Regions from separate parts of the Mus musculus genome. Here all the other regions are linked to region 1. Evidence: chromatin contacts called from public HiChIP or PLAC-seq and promoter capture Hi-C data. All regions are on one chromosome and are shown on one strand. The core of a region is the stretch at or near the end of the contact, and the rest is flanking DNA. Distances in the headings are between cores, read along the strand shown. Region 1 holds the start of Zfp563 (zinc finger protein 563). Region 2 holds the start of Pram1 (PML-RAR alpha-regulated adaptor molecule 1). Region 3 holds the start of Cyp4f16 (cytochrome P450, family 4, subfamily f, polypeptide 16). Region 4 holds the start of Cyp4f17 (cytochrome P450, family 4, subfamily f, polypeptide 17).

Region 1 (3,019 bases), core at 241-2,740:
ATGTATTGAGCAACTGTCCTTGTGACTGCCACAGAGCTATCCTGTATGCAGGTGACTCTTTATCTGTGAGGTCTTAAGGGTAACCCTTCTTCCATGGACTTTACTGTTAAAGACTGCAGCAGCCTCACTCCCTCAATTTCCCTGGGCTTTTTCTGCTTTGTGGGGTCTGTGATACCTCTGCTCCTACCATACAATTTTGCCTTGGCTTTAGGAGTGCTGGAGAGATTTCTTGGAATATACAGGGGGGAAAAATCTACTCTTCTTTCTATTCTGTGGACCTGGAGTATTAGAACCGTATACTGAGATTTCTTTCTGTCGTCTCATCAGTAGGCAGAAGGGAAACACTGACTCATTTAAGCACAACAGGGTGAAAAGAGATTTACTGTGGCCTTAGTCAGCCTCAAGGTTATTTAGTACCCTGATCTGCCTCCCCTACATTAAATTCTTCTGTATCAAGGGCACGGCATGTTGATGTATTCCTATAACCTTATCACTTAGGAGGCTGAGGAAGGACTGTTACTTTGTGTCCAGCCTGGGCTACATAATGAGATTTTTTGTCTTAAAATAAAACAAACAAAAATATATCACCATAAACAACATGAACAAAATAACCCATGCTTTTGCAAATACAGGAAGGAAAGCTTTGAAGCTCTGCAAACTGCCTTTCAGGTCATTTTCCCACATCTTTCGTGGATATCACCAGGCTTCCTTCTAGCCCATTCTACAGGTAAGGTGGCTTAGTCATCACTTGCTATTCTCCTCAAAGCATACTTTATTATATTTTAGAATGGTTGGGCAGAGTTCTTTTCTGCAGCGATAGACGATAGACTGTAACCTGGACTTGTGAAGTAAATAAACCATATTTTCAAGTTACTTTTTTTTTTTCCTCTTTGAGACAGGGTCTATGTCCTAACTGGCCTTCAATTCGTCATCATGTCGTATGGGCTGGTGTAGTGGTCATGTGTTAACATGCCCATCTACCTGTACTTTACAGGAGGCGTCTCGCTGAGGAGACAGAAGTACAGGATTCTGCAAGAGATGGGGCTGCCCGCCGGGGTCCTGCCACCTAGAGTGCAGAGAAACCCTGAGTCCCGCAGCACCCAAAGCAATGTAGGACTGAGGATGTAGGACTGAGGCATCTACCCGGGGAACACCCGGCGCCCCTTACATTGCCCCGACGTTCGCCTCGTCTGCTCCCGGGCCCTCTTGTAGTTTCAAGAAGGCTCCAGAGGTCAGCTGTCCCGGAGCCAAAGAGGCTTAACCGTACCCGCTGCCCTCTCAGCTGACCAGACCGTGCCAGGAAGAAAGATGGCGGGTGAGGCATATCCGCTTTCTGCCGGCGTTCCTGATTGGACAGCTGGCCGTAAGGACACTTACCATAGCTGAGCCCAAGGCTTGCTGGGGCCTTAGGAATGATCCTGGTGTTGGCAGCCACACAACACGGACCCTGAACGGATACCTGTGACTCCCTCAGCTGGCAGAACTCTATCACCACAATAGTCTGGCAAGTAAGAGAAGGCCGGTGAGGAACGTCCGCTTCACCAATCGGCGCTTCTGATTGGATAGCTCGTGCTGTGCTCCGTGGTACTAATTGGATAAGCGATCAGACACCCCCCCCCCAACCCCCCCACCCCCCCCCCCCCCACACACACACACATTAGAGCTTGGTGGTAAACTCTTAATTTAATAAGTGGGGCACACATGCCATATTGCAGCCAAAGCTCTCATGGCCCGGGCAGAAATCCACTCTTTTTTCTTTTTTTTTTTCTTTTTTTTTTTTGTTTTTTGTTTTGTTTTGTTTTTCGAGACAGGGTTTCTCTGTATAGCCCTGGCTGTCCTGGAACTCACTTTGTAGACCAGACTGGCCTCGAACTCAGAAATCTGCCTGCCTCTGTCTACCAAGTGCTAGGATTAAAGGTGTGCACCACCACGCCCCGCATCCGCTCATCTTGATAACTGCATTTAAAAAGAATTTAGACTTGGTTTTTCCAAAGAAGAGCTTTCCCACTTCCCCCTGGAAACTAAGTCTGGAGTCTGCTTATTTAAAGTCAGATTTAGTTAGTGTACCATGGACAGAACCTTAGAGAAAGGGTACCTAGGCCTGCCACAGAGATAAAGGGATACCCAGCCAGGGCAGGTCCACTGGTCTAATGTCACCCATGAGAAACTTGAGATGATGTAGTCTGCATGATAGCAAAAGCTTTCCCCTTCCTTTTCACTCAGTCCATACATTTTTCAGCCAAGAAAAGAGAAATATACCAAGAGAATATACCAAGAGAAAACAGTTATGAATATGAAAAGTGCGGTTACATAGTAGCAGTCATAAGGTTCTCTAGGGACACAGGAATCAGTTCGTTTGCTCTGCCAATTAAAGCATTTTTATTCAAATTTTAAAGAAAAAATCCCAGGGAAGCAAAGTTGTAAGTCACTGCATCTGCTGGGATAGGGACCATTGCCTGGGAACAGGCACTGCAAGTTCAGCAACATGGAATAGATATATTTACCCCAAAAGATGGGCCTATCAGTTTTCCTGTCTTTGTTCAAACTGAACATCCCTAAGTTAGAAAGACTCTTCAAAGTTTCCGGATCTCTGCCTTTCTGTGTCCCCACCCCCCACCCCACCCCCACCTTCTTGTACATTTGTTTCTTTACTACTAGGAAGAGCTGTTCTTTAGTTGATTCTGCCTGCAGGGTCTGAGATTTCCCCTGTTGCTACCTGTTGCGCTGAGATTTTTTTTTTTTTTTTTTTTTACTCTTAATTCTTTAAGTGGCAGAGAAAACAAACCCTATCAAGATGGTAACAAACACGTATTTAGTAGGTTATGACCACTATCTGAAATTTTTTTAAAAAAAGTTATATCTGTCTCAGTTCATGGGTCAGAAAGGTGAGCTGACCCATCTGAACCTCAGAGAGGCTGATATGGTCTACACTAGGGAGTAGGAATTCGGTTAGGAAAAACAGCATCTTGTTAAAGGGATAATTTTCTGCATACGTCTTTAGCACAACTTAAGGTGAGCC
Region 2 (3,318 bases), core at 632-3,131, 550 kb before region 1:
TGTCTGCTCCCAATCTCTCAGCGAGTTCATCTCTGAGGAAAGCAAACAGTCCCTGAATGACTCAGCAGTGGTCCCCCCACCCCGCCTCTGTCCTGTCTGTAATGCATACCACTCAATGCATGGGTCTCTCCTCTTCCTCCTCTGTGTCTTTATGATAATGCTCCTTAAGGGTGACCTCGGAGATAACCCCATTTTAAATCAGTTTTCTCTTCCCAGTTGCCCACAGTCACCAACATTTTCTACTCTCTTTGTCTCCCATTACCTATGAAGTTTTTTATATTAGTTCTTATATTAGGGTTGTTTTGAGGATTTTTATTTTTGTGGTGTTAGGGATGGAACTTAGCACCTTGCTAAACAAGCTCTAGCAATGAACTATATCTTCCCAGTGATGAGGGTTTTTTGTCATCGTCCTCTCCTCCTCCTCTTCCTCCTCCTTTTTTTTAATTTGTTTTTTGAAGCAGGGTCTCATATATCCTGGGCTGGCCTCAAACTTGCTTTATAGTTGAGGATAACCTTCTGCCTCTGCCTCCCATGTGCTGAGATTACAGGTGTGTGCCACCATTAGTTTAGCTTGCTTGCTTGCTTTTCTTTTTCTCTTCTCTCTTCTCTCCTCTCCTCTTCTCTCTTCCTCTCCTCGCCCCCCTCTCTTTTTCTTTCCTTTCCCTTTCCCTTTTCCCTTTTTCCTTTTTCCTTTCCTTTCCTTTTTTTGTTTTTTGTTTATTTTAAGTCAGTTTCTCACTATGTAGCCCAGGCTGGGATTCAACAGTTCTACTGCTTCAGCCATCTGAGTGCTGGCATTACAGGTGTATACCACCATACCCATTTTGACTATAAATTGTTAAAATTTAGTTGGGGGGACTAGAGAGATTTCTCAGTAGGTAAAGTACTTGTCATGCAAGCCTGAGTTCTAGCTTCAGTACTCATACATAACAAAGTCAGGAGCAGTACCTGTCATCCTAGTTAGCTCTGGAGAGCTTAGGCCAGGAGGCCCTCTAGGGCTTGTTGGCTAGCCATTCTAACTAAGTTAACAAGCTCTACATACATCTATCTAAGATGTGGGTATTAGGTGTCATAGTCCCTGACATGTCTCATGAGGACCAGAAGGGAGGCTCCCCAAATGTACAGGCACTATATGATATGTTTAGAACATTTCTGGTGCTCTCAAGTCTGACCTGCTCTTTGCCATAGGTGCTGGTAGATATCCCCAGCCTATCTTCACCAAGGGTAAAAAAGATTGGAGGACAGAGAGGACAGAACCTTGTAAATCTATCTAGAGATGGACTCAGAAGGATCTCTGGGAAGGAAGCAATTCTTGCCTGGGGTCAGACATTTCTTTGTTGAAGCCCCAGTCTAAGTGAGTTGATGACCACAAGGGTAGATAAGGAAGGGTTTAGCAGAGCACAGCTTGGGTAACGGACTGGAGATGGGGACTGGTGTAGCAGGTGCGTGACCCATTTAATCACTTCACAGGAAACCTCTGCTTATATCCCAGCTGCTGACCTGGATTGAGGGTATATCATTCCAGGCAGACCCAACCAGCACCACACTGCCTTGCAGTCACAGATACAAAGCTGGTCCACAAGAGCTCAAGCTATTATGCCTTGGTTGTTTCTTATCTTTTCCTGTGCCATCTCATCCCCAAGACTGTTCTAGCTCTGTTCTGCTAGGTTACCCATGAGGGCATATTTACCAGTTCCCCAGTTTCTACTTGGGACCCTTGTTACCTGAATGAACTTCCAATGGGGGCTTGAGGACTCACCATGGCTTCAGGGGATGATGAACCACAGGGTGAATGAGCTCTGAGCTTAGGCTTCTGCCTTGAGGAAGTTAAGTGTGGTTTCTGCTCCACGGGCTGACACACCAAGTCGGAGCTGTTGGGCTGGGGAGGGCAGAGGAGGAAGGAGGCGGAGATAGCCTTTCTGTCCCCTCCTTGAGTTCCTGCCTGTCCACTACTGTCCCCAAAGTCAGGTCATTAGACCTAAGCACATCTATAAAGCACAAGTTTCCTAGCTCCTACTAGCCTCTTGATTCCCTATTGTCCCCCTTAGTTTTAACACTTTGGGGTCCTGACAAGCTTTGTCTCTGAAGAGGCAAGCTTAGGACAAACTCAGGACAGTCACAGCACCTTAGTGGGGATTTTATGGCTTTCTCTGGGTCTTAAGACGTCTCTAAAGAGGTAGACCTAGGATATGGCTGTTGCAATGGTGAGGACATATCTGTCCTCCTGTATTGCTTCATCTACCTTGTTTCACCATTTGTACTCTCAACAGGACTTCCCTGTTAAGGTGACAAATGCCCCATCAGCCAGGGCTATGCACCCAAAGCATCATCAACTGGGATAAGCAGACTTATGGGTGGGTGGCATTAAAAGATGTCTAAGTCCTGGGCTGAAGGGACATCACTGTTGCTGTGAAGGTATGGGGTTTTAGGACCTCTCAAGTTCACAGTGGTTAAAGGAAGCAGAGAGAGGAGAAACAAGAAAACTGGATTGCAGGAAAATGAAGCCCAAAGTGGGACAAAGGTAGATATAGGAAAGGAGAGCCCTGACACGTGATTCAGTCCACAGGAACAAAGAACACTCAGCAGGGTTCAGAGGTATGATTCTCAGTTTGGGAACAGAATAGAATTCTTTGAGCTGTTAAAAAAATATCTTCCAGAGATTCTGATGTCACCAGTCTGGGATGTGGTCCAAGGAGGAGGACTACTTACACCCTAGCAGGATGGTTCTGGTGTATAGATGAGTGTACATGTGTCTATGTCCCTGGAGTCACAAAGTACATGCTCTAAGCAACTGGCGTAGTGGTGCATACTTGTAATCCCAGCAGAAGCAGGAAGTTCACTACATTTCCAAGGTTAGCCTAATCTACATAGTGAATTTCAGGCCAGCCAGCACTACATAATGAGACCCTGACTCAGAAACGTAACCAAAAAAGTACATGTTCTACCCAGGTATAGTGGCACACATCCGTAATCCTCGCATGTGGGAGAAGAGGATATTAAGTGCATGACCATCCCCCGGCTGGAAAGTTGAGACCCTGTGAAGGAAGATAACATAAACTAAATCCAAAGTTTGTAGCTCTGTTGGTAGTGTACTTATATAGCATGTACAAAGCCTTAAATCTGATTTCTAGAATCTCATAAAACAGCACTTGGGAGTTAAAAGCAGGAGGATTGGAAAGTCTGGTAGTTTAAGGCTATTGTTGCAGTGCCTTGTAAAAATACAATGAAGCCGGGCAGTGGTGGCGCACGCCTTTAATTCCAGCACTTGGGAGGCAGAGGCAGGCGGATTTCGAGTTCGAGGCCAGCCTGGTCTACAAA
Region 3 (3,147 bases), core at 359-2,858, 550 kb after region 1:
GAAAGGGAACTGTAAGGAAGCTGATAGGTTAGTATGCATAAAGGATGGTGATGCTGAGAAGACATTGGATAACAATGGTTACATGAGAATGTTGGTAGGAAAGAGGATTCTGTTGAGAGAAGCAGTACTTGAATGTATGGCATTGGTGATGATATCTCTATTATGAGTGATCTAATCCCAAGATGTGGTTCTGCAACATGGAGCAGCATGGAGCAAGGGGACCTGGTGACCAGGGAAGGGTACTGAGTAGGAAGTGTAGTCATTATGATGAGACCAGAGAGAAAATGGTCATGCTGTGATGTGCCTTTGGAATAAAGTCATTGCTTAGCATGCACAAACCCTAAGCACTTCAGATAATCACTACCAATGTTAAAAAGTGTTCATCCTTGACCTACATTGCATAATGGAGCCCACTAATGCATCTTCAGGACAGAGGGCAAAATGAGGAAGGACAGTGGCCAAGAAGTGGAAGGGAAAAAAACTACAATCTCTCTTCTGCACCCAAACAGTAGGTGGAGGTAAGAAATCGCAGCTGAATCCTACAGGGCAAATAGCAACCCAGAGAGATACAGTCACTGATCTGAAACCAAGAGAGATGAGCCAGGCAGGAGGCAAGACCTTGGACATACTGAAGGAAGATCTCAAATCCAGCAGTGAAACAGAATATACCAGGGATGCCACTACTCTGTGCTATTCGCCATGGGATCCACTGACTATGACACATATCCAGGAACTTGAGGAATCCTCAGTCCTGCTGAGAGTATGGCCCACAGTAGGCTGGTGCCAGGTAAGAGAGAAAGGCTGATGAGCACAACTTGGAAAGAAAGATAAATGAATGTGGGGTTGTGATGAGAATAGGGGCCCAAATAACTTTCTTTGCTTCTCCCTGCTACAGGCTCCAGACCTTTCCTGATGCCTAGGGAACACATACACCCCGGTACCCCCAGCCTATCTGCCGCCATACTCACCATGCCCAAGTGACCTGAAAACCAGTTTTTTTTAGGAGGCTGAGGGAAACAACTGAGGCGGGAGCAGTTCTCATAGAATGAGTAAGTCCAGGCAAGGATTCTGGCCAAAATCCAGGAAGCCACTCCAAGCAGCAGAAGATGCCATGACGAGGTCACCACAGAGCCCAGGTCCAGCCCAGACACACTTAGCCGCAGCATCCTGCTGAGCAGACAGACACAGGAGGAGATTCTGAGGTTTGGAAGAGGAACCTGGAAAACTTCAGAATTTTGAGCATGGGCAGAAACTGGAGAGTAGAGCAGGGAGTAGAGCAGGGAAGGGGATGGAGATACAGGAAGAGACAGAATGAGAGAGAGAGAAGGAGGCAGGGAACACACAGACAAGAGCTGTTGAAGTCTGGGATGGCTCTGCCTGAAGCACAAACGGTTATCCAGGAACCCAGGCTCACTTGTGCCAATTGTCTCCATGGAGCCACCCCAACACTGATAAACTCATCCTGATCAGAGTCAGGACCCTGTCTTGCCTCAGAGCCCAAGTCGGTACCTTATCTCAGGAGCTGCTGGTCCTCTAAGACCTTCTCCCCAGTCCTGTGAAAAGCATTTATCCCCTGCTTCCTAACTTCAGGAAGCTGTGTGGGAGGCTGGGTTAGGCTGGACTGAACCAATCAAATCCCTCCCAGGCTCAGCCACTTCCTCCCTGCCTGGGCATCAGGCCAAAACAAGTTGGGCGGGGCCAGACTGGAGTGGAGGGGAAAGACTCAGGGCAACACACACAGGCAGGTTGCATTTAGGATGCAGCACCTCTGAGTCAAGGGCAAAGGTGACTCTGGGCCCTTCCAAGGGCAACAGTCTGCTGATAAAAGCGTGAAGGAGGAAGTACAGGTGCCAGGATGGTGTTCAGGATGTTCCCTGAGCATCTCCCAGGGATCTCTGCACATCTCACTGGTGGGAGTGCAGCATGCAGAATTCCTCACTGCAGAACTGCAGAACTGCAGACCTGTCTCTGGAATGCCTCTGCTCACCGACTACAGTCTTGCAGCATTCAGTCCTCTCCCTTAGCAGCCCAGCCCCTGGATAGAAACAATTCCAAACTAGACCAGAGAATCCAGCCATGGTCAGACTGAAGAGATAGATGTCCTGGCTGGGAAAATACACCTGGCAACTAAAGGGTCAGAGTTCAGCGGGTTTGTGAGGATGAAAGGAGTCAGACTGAAGTGCTATGAGCACAGGGGTACAGGCAAGAATGAACAAGCCTGCAATGGCTTGTCTTCCCAGGATCAAATGGCGACTTGACCTTAACAGGAGTGTATGCTGTTCAGAAACCCTAGATCGGCAAGTCATGGACTTAGCAATCACTGAACCCTCCCATGGCCATGCTCCCCATTATTAGACAAGTAAAAGGAGCCAACATCACACCAAAGCGCGGACATAAAGAACAATGGGTGGACCAGCTCAAAGGTTGGCAGATAAAAGCAATCTCAAAGTCCTGAAACAGAGTTAAGGGTACTTGATTGGTGGTTGATAGAGCAAGATAAGGGCAGAGGTCAGTGGAGAAGTCCAGACTCGCCAACTCAGGGCTCCCCAAACAAGAAATGAGGGACTATGGAGGCTAGGGGTCCCTAATAGATCAAAATTAAGCAACCTCAAGACTTCCTCCCCAGGGGATTTTTCACAAGGTGTTGTTTCCCTTTCCTCTAGTAAATTTTTCAACTTCACAGGTACTTTTTAAGCATAGGCAAAGTCTACAATTTCACAACTACTTATGACACTGAATTCTAGGGTAATGAACGTCTAAAGGAAACACACAACATTTCTAAAAGAGTCCACACTGGAGAAGACACAAGGAAAGACTGTATGGAACAGAGCAGTATAAGGCCCCCACTTGTCACAGTTGAAGCCATAGCTGTTTCGCTTGACTTAGCATTCTTATTTTTTCTTTTATTTATTTGATTTATGTATAGAGATGTTTTGTCTGCATGTATGTGTCTGCACCACACACAAGCTTGATTCCAGAAGCTTTGCAAAGAAAAGAGTGTGAGATCCCCTGGGAGTAGAACTGCAGAAAGTTCCGAGCCACCACGTAGGTAGTACAAATTGAACCTTGCTCCTAAGGAACAGAAGCCAGTGCTCTTAACCACTAAGCCATCTCTTCAGGCCTGAATGGCTCTTCTTCAAAGAATAT
Region 4 (3,312 bases), core at 698-3,197, 580 kb after region 1:
GGAAGCTCCTGGACTGGGAGAGAAAAAAGGAGATATGACAGGAGAGAAGGCAAACTGGGAAGCTGGACGAAAAGAGGGCTGTGGAGAGAAAGCGGCATGGGAATCCAGGCCACTAGAGGTGGTACCCTTATAGGTGACCCTGAAGTGCCAAATGTGGCTCTGGCCGTAGGAAGGTCTGAAGCAAAGGGCACTGGATATGAGTAAGAAGTCTTTCCAGGATGTGTAGCCATACAGGAGAGGCCACAGTGGTGCCTTCTGGAAAAATAGGAAAAGTGGCTGGCCTAGTAGTGGAACCCTTCATTTTCTAGGGAGCACAAGACAGTCAGTGTGTCACCTCAATACCACAGAGGAAAACAGAGTGCTCAACTCTGACCTAATTCAGACAATGGAGTCCTCTGACACATTTTTGAGGAGGAAGAGTTAGATAAGACAGGGGAGGAATTGGTGGGGCTGGAGATATGGTTCAGAGGTTAAGGGCACTTGTTAATCTTGGAAAGGACATGGTTTTGATTTCTAAAACCTACAAGGTAGCTCACAGCCACCTATAACTCCAGTTCTGGGAGATCCAATGCCTTCTTCTGAACTCTTTGAGCAATAGGCACACACATGGTACACAAGCACCAATGTTGGCAAGATACATACATATAAAATATATATATAATATATAATATATATATATTATATATTTTATATATTATATAATATATAATAAATATATAAAAATATATTATATGTTTTATATATTATATACAATATATAATAAATCTCATTTAAAAAAAGAAAGAAGAAGAAGGAAGGAAGAAAGGAAAGAAAGAAAGAGAGAGAGAGAGAGAGAGAGAGAGAAAGAATTTTAAAAATTGGAGAGGAGGGATGTCAACTTCTGCCATTCAGCATCGCTGTCCCTCAAGAGACTCTGGCCAGCAGAGATGGGCTAAGAAAGGAGCATACCCAATTTATTCCACTAGAAAGGCTCAACTCCAACAACGTTAAGTGAAATAGCACATTGAGGGGGAGAGCTCTGCTCCCTCAACCTATCCTGGGGTGGGGTGGGGTGGGGGGCACTAACAACACAGAACAGGACTGAACAAGCAACAGAAAGAGATCTTAAAACATGAGTTCTTATCAGAATGTGATCCGAAGTTAGCTGGGAACGAGAAAGGGCAAAAAAGAAAAAAGCCTCAAAACGTGGTGTAGACAGAGGCCAGGAGTAGATATGCCGGGTATGTGACTAGATAGAGACTCACTCAGCCTCCCTCCCTCACCTCTCCACCCTCTCACGACTCCCAGGTTCCTAAGAGCCTTTCCTGACACACCAGACCTACCTGCTGCCACACTCACCATGCTCATGTGACCCCAAAACCAGTGCCGCGAAGGGGGCTCGGGGAAGCAGCGGAGACGGCAGTAGTTGTCATAGAAGGCACAAATCCAGGTCAGAATTCGAGCCAGGAACAAGGAGGCCCCAACCAACTGCAGAAGTTGCCATGGGAAGGCAGCTCCAGGCCCCAGTCCCAGCCAGGACAGGCCCAGCTGTAGCATCCTGCAAGAAAGATAGGCCAGAAGTGAGATCCTGAGGCCCAGGAGACAGAGGTGGCCCTCCATGGTCACTGGACAGAGATGGTGACTTAGAGGACTAGAACACAGGAAGGAAAAGGGACACCCAGGGCTACGGAGAGACAGAGAATCAGGCAGGAGAGAGGCAGATAGGATCTGTTTATAGTCTGCGTTGGCCTAGACTGAAGCACAGGTATGTAGCGTAGTAACTGGGAAATCAGGCCTGCCTGCAGAGCCACCCCAGCTGTAACAGAGCTTCCACTGTTCAGTAGGGGCCTTCCGTGTGTCCCAAGTCCGGCACCTTTTCTCAGGAGTAATGCGTCCCAGAAACGTCCGCTCTTCCCTGGAAATGTTTTTGATCCTGGCTACCGGCTGAGCAGGACGATGAGCTGGACTGAGCCAATCCCTCGGTGGCCCAGAGCCCTCCTCCCAGCCTGGGTAGAATATCAAAATGCGGGGGGCGGGGGCGGGGGCGGGGCGGGGGCGGGGCCAACCCGAAGCAATTGGAGCCAATCCAGGGTCACATGTCCAGGCAAGCAGGGTCCTCAGGATTCAACACCTTCCATCTGAACCAAGACAAAGGTGTCTAGAGACCCAAAGTTTACAATCTGTCCCGTTCTCACTAGGCTCCGCAGGTCCTCTGAGGACCTGCAGGCTAGAGGGCAGCAGGCAGTGTTTTCCAGTTCGGACTGAAAGGATCCGAGCCTCTGCCTACCAGCTGCACAACCTGGCAGAATTCTCCCTCCAAGTAATCCAGGTTCCGAGTGGAGACAAGACTTCCAGAAACAAAGAATCCGGCCGTGCTGGAACGGACTAAAAGAGATTCTGAAGATTAAAACTCCCAGCTGAGGGACCAGAGTTCAGTTAGGAAGTAGGTGGGAGGGGTCAAGCTGAGCCGCCAGTCGTGGGGAAATCCAGGCAGGCGAGAAGAGAGAGGGGGTTGTGGGCTCCGGGTCAGCAGCACCACGTTGAGAGCTCCAAGAGAAAAACACCATTCACAATACAAAGGCAGGCCCATCTGAATAACACTATTATTCATTCAACTGAAAGGGTAAAAGCCCAAGGATGCGCAAGTGACGGACTTCAAGCCGTAAAAGATATCTATAACTGCCAACCCAGACTGCTGCATCCAGAAAAGCTGTCTGTCATAAAGAAGGACATTTTTTTTAACTATCAGCGGTAAAAATAGAACAAAGGCATTTATGAGCACTGAGCCAGCTCTACAGAAGATGCTTGATAGAATCCTTCAGGCTGAAGAGGGGGAAATCAGGCCACAAAGTCCAGGAAATAAATAAATAAATAAATAAAACACACTAGAATATTATTAAAGCAAGAGAGGAAGAAGGAGGAAAACAAAATCAACAAAATTGCAGGAATCAACAAACACCTTTCAATAACTCGGGTGTTCTCAGTCTCAACTGCACCCCAGATAAAGGCACAAGCATGGATCTGCTGCTTCTAAGAAATATCTCACTACAAGAGGCAGATAAGATTCTAGCTCAGGGTGAAAGGACGCTAAGCTATCTCAGGGGACAGGAAGATGGCTCAGTGTGAATGCACCTGCAGCCAAGACTAACAGCTTCACTCTGCTCCATAGAACTGACCAGCATGATGAAAGGAGAGAATTGACTCCTGCAAACTGTCCTCTGGCCTCCACACCCATGGCATGACAGGCACGTGTGCCCACACACACACACACACACACACACACACACACACACACAAATAAATAAAATGTTAGTTCACAGACTTTTAAGGGTA

Evidence for each region. Promoter capture Hi-C pulls out the DNA fragments that hold promoters and counts their contacts. HiChIP or PLAC-seq counts read pairs in DNA pulled down with a chosen protein or histone mark. Capture Hi-C pulls out chosen DNA fragments and counts their contacts.
Region 2: a contact with region 1 is called in a promoter capture Hi-C map of liver, with 2.5 times the contacts expected there. The contact joins the promoter of Pram1 here to the promoter of Zfp563 in region 1. A contact is called at or near these places in 7 of 39 promoter capture datasets (the 3T3-L1 cell line, 3T3-L1-derived adipocytes, cranial neural crest and 3 more), 1 of 15 datasets of contacts at CTCF or cohesin (the NIH/3T3 cell line) and 1 of 115 datasets of contacts at active chromatin or transcription factors (embryonic stem cells).
Region 3: a promoter capture Hi-C map of liver shows a contact between it and region 1, with 2.1 times the contacts expected there. The contact joins the promoter of Cyp4f16 here to the promoter of Zfp563 in region 1. A contact is called at or near these places in 9 of 39 promoter capture datasets (the 3T3-L1 cell line, cranial neural crest, embryonic stem cells and 4 more), 1 of 484 Hi-C or Micro-C datasets (Th1 cells), 2 of 115 datasets of contacts at active chromatin or transcription factors (bone marrow-derived macrophages and embryonic stem cells) and 1 of 9 other capture datasets (liver).
Region 4: a contact with region 1 is called in a FOXA1 HiChIP or PLAC-seq map of pancreatic cancer cells. The contact joins the promoter of Cyp4f17 here to the promoter of Zfp563 in region 1. A contact is called at or near these places in 3 of 39 promoter capture datasets (the 3T3-L1 cell line, cranial neural crest and hippocampal neurons) and 3 of 115 datasets of contacts at active chromatin or transcription factors (astrocytes, bone marrow-derived macrophages and pancreatic cancer cells).

The regions. Positions count from the first base shown.
Region 1 is chr17:33,087,838-33,090,856 of GRCm38.p6, reverse strand. Zfp563 (zinc finger protein 563) reads right to left here and starts at 1,490. Exons shown (of 4, transcript NM_001024950.2): 1 at 1,378-1,490. The coding sequence starts at 1,380.
Region 2 is chr17:33,636,619-33,639,936 of GRCm38.p6, reverse strand. Pram1 (PML-RAR alpha-regulated adaptor molecule 1) reads right to left here and starts at 1,881. Exons shown (of 10, transcript NM_001002842.2): 1 at 1,760-1,881. The coding sequence starts at 1,762.
Region 3 is chr17:32,535,018-32,538,164 of GRCm38.p6, reverse strand. Cyp4f16 (cytochrome P450, family 4, subfamily f, polypeptide 16) reads right to left here and starts at 1,608. Exons shown (of 13, transcript NM_024442.2): 1 at 1,510-1,608; 2 at 969-1,167. The coding sequence starts at 1,166.
Region 4 is chr17:32,505,119-32,508,430 of GRCm38.p6, reverse strand. Cyp4f17 (cytochrome P450, family 4, subfamily f, polypeptide 17) reads right to left here and starts at 1,947. Exons shown (of 13, transcript NM_001101445.2): 1 at 1,853-1,947; 2 at 1,339-1,537. The coding sequence starts at 1,536.